Linked DNA regions of Sus scrofa: region 2 is linked to region 1. The links are chromatin contacts, called in public targeted proximity ligation maps. All regions are on one chromosome and are shown on one strand. The core of a region is the stretch at or near the end of the contact, and the rest is flanking DNA. Distances in the headings are between cores, read along the strand shown. Region 1 holds the start of SUN2 (SUN domain-containing protein 2). Region 2 holds the start of KCNJ4 (inward rectifier potassium channel 4).

Region 1 (5,799 bases), core at 1,430-3,929:
TGTATGCGTATCCTATTAGCCATCATTGGGCTGTAACATCAGTGCCTCCTGCGATGACAGTGAGCATGGTGTTAAATGCCTCCCAGGTGCTGGCTGTGCACACATTCCTTGCTGATCCTCAGGATCCAGGGAGGAACCTGGGGCACGGAGACGACCAGTAACCTGCCCACACCCTTCCAGCCGGTAAGCGACAGAGCTGGGGTTTGAGCTCAGATCTGACAAGTCGCAGGGTCTGGGTTTTTCCACTCCACCAGAAAGCTTCCGAGTTGTTTCAGGAACGTGCTATTGTGCCCCAGCTAGAGTCTTTTGTAGCCTCCAGTATGTTCAGTACAGACTGTGGATAGACTGTCTACAGAGCTGTTGCATGACAATTATTTGCTAACGGAACAGACAGGTGGCGCTACAGTAGGGGATTACCCTCACTCCCTACCAGCCGCACCTGAGGGGGAAACCAAGGCTCTGGAATTACTAAGAACTCAGAGGAGGCCAAAGTGAAAGGACCTGGCAAAAGGCAGCATTCTACAACACAAGGCGGGTTAACAAACCCTTCAGCTCTAGAAACCCACATTCAAAACCTCAGATCACCAACGGGATGGATCTGAACGTGCTGCCTTTGCCAGCCCTTCTTACAAAGTCACTGTAATACTTTGGCACATTTAAGAGTCCCTAGTCCTTGTAACTGGTTATCGCTTCTAATATTCCTGGTTGATACTTAAAGTACTAGTCCCCAGGGTTGTTACAGTGGCCACTCTAACACATCCCAACTCAAGACTATGGAAACCAGCCGATCTGGTTAGTCCAGCTGGAGAACTCTGCCAAGTTCTCTTCTGAAAAACAAGCAGCCTCGTGTCTTGGTCTTATTGGTGACTTCGCAGGTGGGATCCCCAGCTGGCATCTTTCCCTGGTTTTAGCCAATGCTGCTAAAGGGAACAATCCGTAGTTGCCAGAGCAGGAAGCTGGCTGGGTCCCTCTCTATCCTCCGTTCCTTATAAGGTAATTTCACCCCCACTACTGCCCTCCCCAACTGAAAGCTCCAGATACCCACACAAGCTCCTCTTCTTAACCCTGCCCTGCAGAAATTGACCAAGGTTTCACCCTGGGACAGAAACAAGCAATGTGTTTAAAGCGCGCGCGTGCGCACACACACACACACACACACACACACACACACACAAAAGATCTCAAGCTGCTGCTGGCAAGAATACAAATAAATATTCAGGCGGAGGTGTGGTGGGCGGGGGAGTTGAAAACCCTCAGCAGACAGGACCCGCCTCCACCCTAGCGAAGGGGCCTTTTTGTCTCCCCCGGAGGGTTCTGCTGTCACAAAACAGTTTACCACCGAGTCTGGGTTTCACAAGAGTGAAAAGGTCAAGGCTCCATCCTCCAAAAGAAAACAAAACAAGAAGTGAGCCTCTAGGAGCTCAATATTTTGCATAACAGAACGGACACCCCCTCCACACATGATCAGTTAAGAAACCCTCACATAAAACATCCCTCTTCACTTCTGAGCTGAACCACATCCTTTTCTCAGCGCCGCCTTTCCTTGGCCCCATCGCAAACTCATACCGCAGTATCCATCCAGTCTTCAGGCTTAACCTAGATCTTGGGCATCCTCCGCGGGACGTTTTCACACTCGTGGGACCTGTAAAACGCTCCAGGTGCTAACTCCCTTCTCCCTTCCTTCCCTACTGGCTGACCCTGCGGAGGTTTGTTTTTCGGGTTTTTTTTAACCAAGCGCGCGCCTGCCCTGCCTCTCTGCTCTAAGTCACACTCCCGCCCCCTTTTTGTTTGGTTTTTTTTTTTTTTTTTTTTTTTTTTTTTAAGAACTAAGCAAAATGGGCCTTCCTCCTATTCCCAGAGTTCTGACAGGCGGCGGCAGAAGCAGAGAACTGCTGGTCCCTGGAAACTGCCTGACTAGCAAGAAAACGCAGGCACTGCCCTGGGCCGGTTTGGGGCAGCCTCCTCCCGGGGAGGTGCCGCCCGGGGGAGTCCCGCCTGGAAGACGTCCGCCCTCCGGACTGACCAGTGGGGCGGCCAGTCTCGGGGGCGGGGGCCGGGCGGCGGAGATGAGTCAGAGCAGCCTTGGCACAGCGCTGGCCCTTCCCGACCGGCCCAGGGGCGTGCGCCGGGCGGGGCTGGAGCCTGGCCCAGCTTGGCCTGGAGAGGAAGAACCAGGCCTGGGCAGCTCGGCACTGGCCGGCGCGGTCCGATGATGACCCCGGGGTCAGGCCGGGCCCGGGCCGCGCGAGGAGGCGGCCGAGGCTGGCCTACCGCCCTCGCCCCGCGCGTCCGCCCGCCAGAGGCCCACGGCCGGCTGTTACCTGCTGCCGCCGCTGCTCGGTGCACAGCCGGGGGCGTCCGAGGCCCGCCGCGCCTCCCGGGCGCGCCCCCTTACTGCGTTGGGATCCGGGGAGCGGCGGTCGGCGCCCGAGCCCGGGGCGCGCGGTGAGGAGCCTCGGGGCGGGACGAGGTGAGCGAACGGACAATGCGGCCCGCGCAGAACCGCGCTGCGCGAGTGGGACCCGGCGGCGCGCGCGTGGCCGAGTGTGTATATGTGCGCCTGTCGGTCAACGCTGACAGTCCGCAGCTCATTGGCCAGGCCCCTCTCGCGTCACCGCCCATTGCCGACGCCCATTGGGCGGTTTGAACACAAAGGCCCCGGCTCGCCCCGCCCGTCGCGTGGGCCCCGCGGGCGGGGCGCGGCCAAACAGGAGTCCGCGCATGGGAGGCGCGGCCCGGGGGCAGCACCTGGCAGCTGGCGATATCCCGCCTGACCGCGCACTTGACTCCGGGTCTGGTGACTCCAAACACCTGAGCCCTCTCCTAACACCGCGTGGTGCGCCTCACCCCACCCAGCTTGCCTCAGGCCGACTTAACAGAGCCCGGGTGCCAGGACCTCAAAGGCATTAAGTGGTTGGGGGCACACCCTTGCTGAAAATGGCTCGAGAAAGGGGGGAGCAGGGGAGATTGACGACCCCTGGCCTAGGGCCCACCTGGAAGGGTAGCGCGTAGCGAGCCCTTAGGGGACCCGCAAACAATTGTTGGAGGCACGTGCGTAATTATTCTTAGATATTTCTACACGTTTTTTGCAGATCAGGAAACAGGTTTATAGGGTTTTTAAATGATTCGTTTAAAGGCACACAGTTGAAAGAGGCAAATTTGAGATTAGAGGATTCTCTCTATATCCAAGCCCATGGGTTTTGTTGGTTTTTTTGTTGTTTATTTTTTTTCCATTTTAGAGTTGATTTGGAAAATCCAGATTTGGGAGGAGGCTCTGCCACTTCTCATTCTGCCCTCAGAGACCCCCAAATTTCACACAGAAGCTTTTCTCCATATTAAGGAAGATTCTTGCCACAGTTGGTGCTGAGAAGGAAAGCTGGCTCCCTTTTCCTCTGCCTTAATCTGCAGGTAGAATAAGCACTTGACAGACCCTGACAGAATCAAGTGCTGCCCAACTCCAAGGGTCCTGTGCGTGGGCTCCCCACTGGCCCACTCTGCTGATGGCAGAAAGTGCCTGGCTAGGGAGGAGTCACTTCCTGGGCAAGCTCCTCTAAGGGACGCTGCGACAGTGCCATTATTTCACTTTTAAAGCACCAAGAGGAAGAGGCTAGAAATGACAAAATCACTGAGCTGTGACAGGAAGGCACTGGGGGTGGGGACTGAGGAAATGTGAAGCCCTTGTGCTAAACTGACTCCAGACAGAAACAACCCCCCCCACTCCGCCAGCCTCCATTGCCCCACCCGGAAAAGAGGGGCCTCCCCTGCACTTACAGCTAATTGTAGCCAACAGTGCTTGCTTCTGGGCTTAGATGTGGCTCTCCCCAAGGGCAAGAGCTGGCTCCCCAGGACCCTTCACAGGGCTTTCCTCATCGGAGTATCTGCTGAACGTGGCATGAGCGAAATAGTTCAAATCAGACTTAGAGTCAGCATCCAGGTAGGGGAGGGGCCTCCTCTTGACACCTTCTCCTCCCCAGGGCACTTAGCTCCCCAGTTCTGTTCTTGCCAATAGCAATAGAGGCTCCATAGCCTGCCACCTCACTCTCTCCAAGGGTCCTGGCAAGGGCCCCTTCCCAGCATGTGCTGGTTTGGAAAGCAAGAGGCCATCGGCCTTCCACGGGTCTCAGGCAAGGACCATGCCTAACAGGCTGGCTGGAGGCAGCTCTCAATTAAGCTCTGTTGCCTCCATGGGGCTGTAGTAGGTGAATAATGGGCCCCAATGATATGAGGTCTAATCCCTGGAACCTGTGAATGTCACTGTACGTGGGAAGTGTTTGCAGGTGCCATTAAATGAAGGCTTTTGAGGTGGGGAGATTATCCTGGAGCATCAGGGTAGGCCCTAAATGTAGTCACCAGTGTCCTTTTAAAAGACAGTCAGCGGAGAGGGTGATGTGGCCACAGGACAGGGCATGCCGGCAGCCACGAGAAGCTGGGAGAAGCCAGGAACAGATTCTTTCCAGGAGCCTCCAGAGGGAGCAAGTCCCTTGCGGACACCTTGATTTCAGTCCATTGATTTTGGTTTTGGACTTCTGGTCTTCTCAACTGTGAGAGAATACATTTCTGTTGTTTCAAGTCGCCAAATTTGTAGTGATTTGTTATGGCAGCCATGGGAATGTAATCAGGGCCCCTGGGAAATTCCTGGCCTTGTTCCAGGCTCCCGGGCTTGTGCCAGGCCCCTCCCTCTGTCCCGACAGCACCCGTCAGACAACTGTGATCACAGAGCCCTGTCTACCCGTCTCTACTGCCCCTGGGCCTCTCTGCCATCCGCTCCTGCCGCCACCCTCTGCCCTTCCAGACTCTTCTCTCTTTTCTGCCGCCATTCATTTGTCTCGTCTTCCCCCAGCGACTCTCCTCTTCTCTCCTGGAGTAGGAGGTAGATGGGTCCCTGGGCTGAGAGCAGCTGGGACTTGTTAGGCTGCATAAATCAGGCCTTGCTTCTCTCCAGCATTTCAAGGAGAGAGTCAATGGCAAGAGCTGAGCTCTGCTGGAGTAAAAAGATAAGACATCAGGGTCAAGGAGACCTCCCCAGTTACACATGTGCAGAAAGACTCCTAGGGGTCAAAAAGGGAGGGTGCGCCAGGCCACAGTAGGTCCTGATACCATCGCATAACCCTTTGCTTTGGAATCTGTCTTGGCCAAAAATGTGCACACATGTTGGAGAAGGCCTTGGGTCCAATCCGATGTGAAACATAAAACAAGACCTTTGAGGGAGTTCCTGTTGGGGCTCAGCGGGTTACAAACCTGACTGGTATCCACAAAGATGCGGGTTCCATCCTGGCCTCATGCAGTGGGTTAACGATCCTGAGTTGCTGCAAGTTGCAGTGTAGGTTGCAGATGCAGCTCGGGTCCGGTGTTGCTGTGGCTGTGATGTAGGCCAGCAGCTGCAGGTCTGATTCAACCCCTAGCCCCGGAACTTCCACATGCCGGGGGTACAGCCCGAAAAAGAGAAGAAGAAGAAAAAAAAAAAAAAACCAAGATAATTGGCCAAAGGAAAACAAAGACCCCAGAAGAACAGACCCATATAAATGATTCAAATCACCTCTTGGGCGGGCTCCTCATTCGGGAGGCTGGCTGCACGCACACTCTTCTTTGGGGGGTTTATTGCTGCTTAGCTGCTATCTTAAATAAGCTGCTTCTCTGTGTGCTCTCCCACATGTTGTCCTGTGCCTCTAATAATAAACTTTGTCTTTGCCTTCTTCAAAGCATTCTTGTTTTCAACGGGGATAAGAATCAGGGAGATCTTGGAGTTCCTGTCATGGCTCAGTGGTTAACGAATCCGACTAGGAACCATGATGAAGTTGC
Region 2 (5,799 bases), core at 2,099-4,598, 250 kb before region 1:
TCTCCTCGTGCAGGGGGAGCGGCGGTGATGTAATGCGCTCGGCTTTGGTCCCGGTGCCAATCTCAGAAGAGAGACGACAGATTGCGTGAGCCAAATTTGGCATCCTAGGGGGAGAGGCATGAAAAGTGGAGATGTGGAGGAGAGGAGCGAGGAGCCTGGGGAGGTGCAGGAGAAGGCCCCCTGCCCAGCAGACCCCAAGACGCCTCCCCGATTCGACTCCGGGCCCCACCTCCTCCCTGGCCCACCTGGCCTCCGGGCCTCCCCTCCTCACTCTGAGAGGCCAGCCTGGCTGGTCCCCGGACCCTCCAGGCCCAGGGCTGCCAGGGCTGCCCCCCCCCAGCACACCGCTCCAGCTCCATTTCCCACCGCCGCGAGTCTCCTGGTTACCATGTTGCTGGTTGTCATGTCGCTTCCATGTCCTCGTGACTCAGTGGTCCCCGCAGAGGGCCCCCCTCCTCCTCACACCCCCCTCGGCACACGCCCCCGCCTCCCCCAGATCCACATTAAGAACCAGCCCGCCCTGTAAGCCTACACTGTTCCTCCTCCCCTTCCCTCTTCCATCCTAAGCTAAGAAATCCTTTCACCGTATCTCCTAGGGCTCCTTCATTCTCTGCTCTGCAAATGTCAGGTAAGAACCTACTATGCTCCAGACTTGTGTCAGCTGCTTCCAGAGACCTGACCTAGTCTGCGAATCACTCAGCAACCCAAAGAAGTCAGTGCCGTCATCCCCACTTCCCAGGTGAAGAAACCGAGGCCCAGAGAGGTCCGGCCAGCTGCCCAAGGTCACCCAGGAGAAATTCAAGGCCAGCCCTGTCTAGTCCCAGTCACTCCAATACTTGCAGGAGAGAGGAGCTTCCCTTTCCAGGGTACACCCAAAGGTTCCTGAGGAAGAGGTCCCCAGCCCCAGGTCCCCCTCCTCGGATGCCGGACACTGCCCTTCTTGGTCAGTCCTCTAGTTCAGGCCACGTTCCCCCTCCCCGTTAGCTATGCCTCTTCCCAGAGGTAAAATGAGTCTTTACTTCCATTTGCTCTGCACTTTCCCAGCCTGTAGACAGCCCTCGGCTCCCTCGAGCCCAGCCCCCCCTCCCTTGGAGGTCAGTGGGACAGGGGACTGACTGCTGTCCTCATTCCACAGATGTGGAAGTTGAGGGCCAGGGAGGAGAGCGGCTTGCCCGTGGTGCTGGCCCCTCTGCCAGCTGAGCAGACTTCTAGGAGCCCAAATGGGGGCTACCCAAGGCCCACTGCCCAGTGGGGAAAACCCCAGGAAGAGCCCATCCCCCAGGAGAGAACCAAGTAGAATGTTCTAGGTTCAGCCCTCCAGACTCCGATTTGGCTATAGGTCAGCTCAACAGCCAACCGCCTTTGCTCCTGCCACACCGCACGGCAGCCCTGAGCCCAGTGCCCCCTTCCACATGTTGTCCCCTCATCCCAGGCCACGCCAGGACCACAGTTTGGCTCTCAGGCCCCCAAAGTCCTGCCAACAGCTCTCAAAAGTCCCAAAGCCATGGAGGTCACAAGACTGGATGTGGGGGAGAAACAGAATAGACATTCTACACACACACACACACACACACGCACACGCACACGCACACACACACAGGTCTGGCTCCTCTCTGGACCTTGCATGTGTGGCCCTTAGGCCTCCCTCCCTCAGCTCTCTGTTCCCTCAACCTGCTTCTTGGCATCCTCCTGCTCCGGAGGCCCCCGCCTGCTAACTATGCCAGGCAGCCCTCCACCTGTCTCTCGCCCACCCCCACCACCCCCCTGCACCCTCTCCCCATCTTAGAGCCTGGGCTCTGGAAACACAAGTGCCATGTAGATGCTGGTCAGGGGACACTGGGCACGGTTGCAGGGAAGTTTCCCTACTCCATCCAGACCTCTCTTTCCTGGTGCTCTCCGTCTAGGGAGGGAAGGCACTCTGGCCTCCCTCTGTGGCCTGTCGCCACCGCTGGGAAGCCTGAACTGCTTCATCCATCCCTGTCCACCCTCTCTAGGGTCTCAGGGCCCAAAGCAGGTGCTCAAAACGAGAGAAGAGGGATTTTGTTCTGTCAGGGCCATTTTGCAAACAGGCTGCAGTTGGGGAGGTGGATAGGAGACCCCCCCCCCCCTTTGCCACAAGTCATCTGCTTTGAAACTCCTCCAACCCAGTGTGACAACTGGGGGTGGGTGGAGGCAGGGAAAGGTCACGGCCGGGGCAAGAGGTCCAGGCCCTTTGCACTCACCTCTACCCCCCCTCCTGGCAGAAACCCAGACCTTGACGCTCCTGAGACGACGACGGACAGAGGACAGAGCTCCTCGGCTCCGGGGAAGTCGCCTGATCGCGCTGAACGCGCGCCCGGCGGCCGAAGCCCGGGTCAGGGGATAAGGTGCCGAGCGGGCGGGGCCCGAGCCGCCAGGCCCCGGGACACACACACATACACACGCACGCGGCGGGACAGACGGACGGACAGCGCCAGCGGCGAGCGCCGGCCGGGCTTACCGCGGGGCGCAGGGTCCGACGAGTCTCCGGGAGGCGGCGAGAGGCCGCTACATCCCACGGCGCAGTCGGGCGGGCAGCGTCCCGGGCCGGGAGCGGGGAGTCCCGGCGCCCCTTCCCCGCGAACTCGGCGGCCGGCCCCGCCCCCCTCCCCCGCTGCCTGTGGGTCTGTCCGTCGGTCCCCCGGTGTCCCGGCCTCCGGGCCGTCCCGCGCCGCTCCCCGCCGGCCGCCCAACTTTCAGCGCTGCCCCGCGCCGCGCCCTCGGCGCCGCCTCAGCTTCAGCATCGTCGGGCCCCGGGCCGGGGCTCAGAGCGCGGGGGTCCGGGGACCCATGGCGCTGGAGCCCCCCGCCCCCGCCGCCTTCTCTCCGCCGCCCCCACGGTTCTCTCGCTGTCCCTCGGCGCTGTCCCCCGCCCTGCGCTCCGCTCCCTGGCCCGCTGCGCTCGCCTCCGGCCCCGAGACCCCCGAAGCCGGCCGGCCCGGGCTCTGCCGCCCCCGCCCCCGCCGGCCCCCTCGGCTCTCGGTCTCTCGCAGTCTCTCCTGCCCGCCTGGGTCTCTCCGACTCTCCCCGCGGGCCCCTGTCTTCGTCTCCGTCGCCCTCCCGGTCTGTCCGCTGCCTTCCTCTGCCTCTGCCCTCTCTCCCCTGAGCGTCTCTGTCTCGCTCCGGGTCCCTGCCTCTGCCTCTCTCTCTCTCTGCCTCCCACTCTCGGTGCGGCCCCCGCGGTCTCGGACCCAGGCCCCCGCCTCTGCCGCGTCCCCGGCTCGCCCGGGAGCCCGAGCTCCCGCCGCCCGCGGCGCGCCGAGAACTCCCAACTCGCGGCACGCCGCCCCGCTTTGCGAGACTTTCGCCCCTCCTCACACGTGACCCGCGCCCCGCTGCGGAGGCCGCGCCCCCCCACCCCAGCCCCGGAGCCCCGGGCGGCCCGGGGGACCCGGCCCCGGCCCGTCCCCTCAGCCTAGCCCGGCATCACACCCCCTCCCACCCGCGGGCAGCGCCGGGCCGGGCAGGGGCTGGGGGCCGCGGGGGCCGCTCCTGTCCCAGATCCTGCCCGGGTTTTCCTCCTCCCTCCAGGAGCACTCCGCCCAGAACCCGCTCCGAGAATCCGCTCCCAGGTTTTCTCGCCCCCCAGGGGCAGGTGGAGAGGGTTCCTCCGCGCCGGGAAGGGAGTGGGTGGGATAGGGTCGGTACCCGGTTCCTCGGCTGCGGGCCACTCCCCTCGGCGGTTCCCTTCCCCTCCTGCAGGACTGGCCATTAAGGACCCTACGCACCCCGCCCCCGGGAGCCGGAGGTGTAACCCTCCTGGAGGGACCCTCACCATCCGCTGGGCAGCACCGCCCCGTTTGACAGACTGGGAAACTGGGTATCAGAAAGGGTCATAAGTTTGCCCAAGGTCACCCAGAGGTGGCAGAGCCGGGCCAAACCACAGTTTTTCCTTCTCTGCGTCCCCATCACCCCAAAATGTCTTTATAGGGAGGATCTCGCCCGTTTCCTTCTCATCTTGGGGGCGCACCGGTCTGGACCCCACACCAGTCTGGACTGTGGGGAGAAAGCCCCAGCTCCTCACAGCCCCTGGCGAGCCAGCCACTCCCGTGGCCATTCCTGCCACCTCACTCTGAGGATGCAGGAGGTTAGAGGATGTAGGGTGCGAGGATGAACGAATACCTGCAGTTAGATAGCCAGAAGGACTTCCCTGGGAGCCTGGCCATCTCTGACTGGCCCCAGTTAAGTGAGGGAGATTGGGGCACTCCAAGCCGGACCGAGAATTTACTGAACATAAAATCTCCAGCTCATCCTTCAAGCTGACCCTCTGAAGTTGCCGCAGGCACAGGAACCACCACACTTGAACCATCATGACTGTTCCCAATCCCCACAGTCCCTCCCCTCCTAAAAGGATTGCGTCCCAACTCCTCAGTGTGATGTACAGTCAGGTCCCACCTTATCTCACACCCCATATACCCACACATACACCACGATGCCTACAGATTCCCGAACACACCAGATGCTTCCACACCTCTCTGCCTTTGCACATGCTATTCTTCCTGCCTTAAATGCCCTTCCTGCTTCTCTGCTCTAAGAATTCCTGCTGTTTCCCAAGTCCAGCCTCCACGCCACCTCCCCTAGGAAGGCCTCCTGCTGCCCTTAGCAGAAGTCATCCATCACCTCCTCATTCATTCATCCAGCACCGGCCACAAGTTTAGTTCTTTTTTTTTTTTTTTTTTTTTTTTTTTGTCTTTTTGCTATTTCTTTGGGCCGCTCCCACGGCATATGGGGGTTCCCAGGCTAGGGGTCTAATCGGAGCTGTAGCCACAGCAACAGCCAGAGCCACAGCAACGCAGGATCCGAGCTGCATCTGCAACCTACACCACAGCTCACGGCAACGCCGGATCAATAACCCACTGAGCAAGGGCAGGGACCGAACCCGCAACCTCATGGTTCCTAGTCGGATTCGTTAACCACTGCGCCACGACGGGAACTCCACAAGTTTAGTTCTTGTTAGGTGGGCTTGGGAGTCAGGCCAACCTCAGCTACAGCACTTAGGAGCTGCATGACCTTGAGCAGATATTTTATTGAACCTGTTTATAATATTAAGACCCTGGAGTTCCCTTGTGGTGCAACGCGTTAAAGATCCAGCGTTGTCGCTGCAGCAGCTCAGGTCACTACTGTGGCATGGGTTCAGTCCCTGGCCTGGCAACTTCCACATGCCACAGGCATGGTAAAATAAATAAAATAAAATAAAACCAGGACCCTCACAGTCCCTCCCCTCACAGGAGGTCGATGCACAAGAAATGCACAGTTCATAGCAGGTGCTCAGTAAACGTGACTATCCCTTCTCAGTCCTCCCCTCGACACTGCAGAGCTTCAAGGCGCATGCCCCATTCCCTGCCCAGCTTCCTCATTACCCTGCTGTGCCCTCGTGGGCGGGCAACCAGGACTGATGTTCCCTGGGAGGAGTCTTTGGTGTGTGAATGGCCGGGAGAACTTAACAGTCTGAAGGCGGGGTCAGCTGTGGTGTATGCCTCTTGCTTATCACACCTTTCCCTGAATTGGAAGTGGGCGGATGCAGGTGAGGCAAATGTCCTGTGGTCTCTTCCCCTGGCCAGAGACCTGGCCCGGTGGCTGCCCTGAGGGTGTGGGGGGTGCAGAGGAAGGAGAAAGGGCAGGAAGAAGGGAGAGATGGATACAGGGGTGTCTTTAGACCCAGAGCATCTGTTTCTGTGGGATCAAACCCAATGCCTGGTCACTGGGTACCAGTTTCAGGAAAGAGCGGCTGGGGGGGGGCGGGCTCAGGGGCAGTGACTTGGGGGGGCAGCTGTGACACCA

Evidence for each region.
Region 2: a contact with region 1 is called in a targeted proximity ligation map of alveolar macrophages. A contact is called at or near these places in 1 of 5 promoter capture datasets (liver) and 1 of 2 datasets of targeted methods (alveolar macrophages).

Annotation. Positions count from the first base shown.
Region 1 is chr5:9,270,016-9,275,814 of Sscrofa11.1, reverse strand. SUN2 (SUN domain-containing protein 2) reads right to left here and starts at 2,679. Exons shown (of 18, transcript XM_013988192.2): 1 at 2,322-2,679.
Region 2 is chr5:9,523,948-9,529,746 of Sscrofa11.1, reverse strand. KCNJ4 (inward rectifier potassium channel 4) reads right to left here and starts at 3,348. Exons shown (of 3, transcript XM_021091491.1): 1 at 2,480-3,348.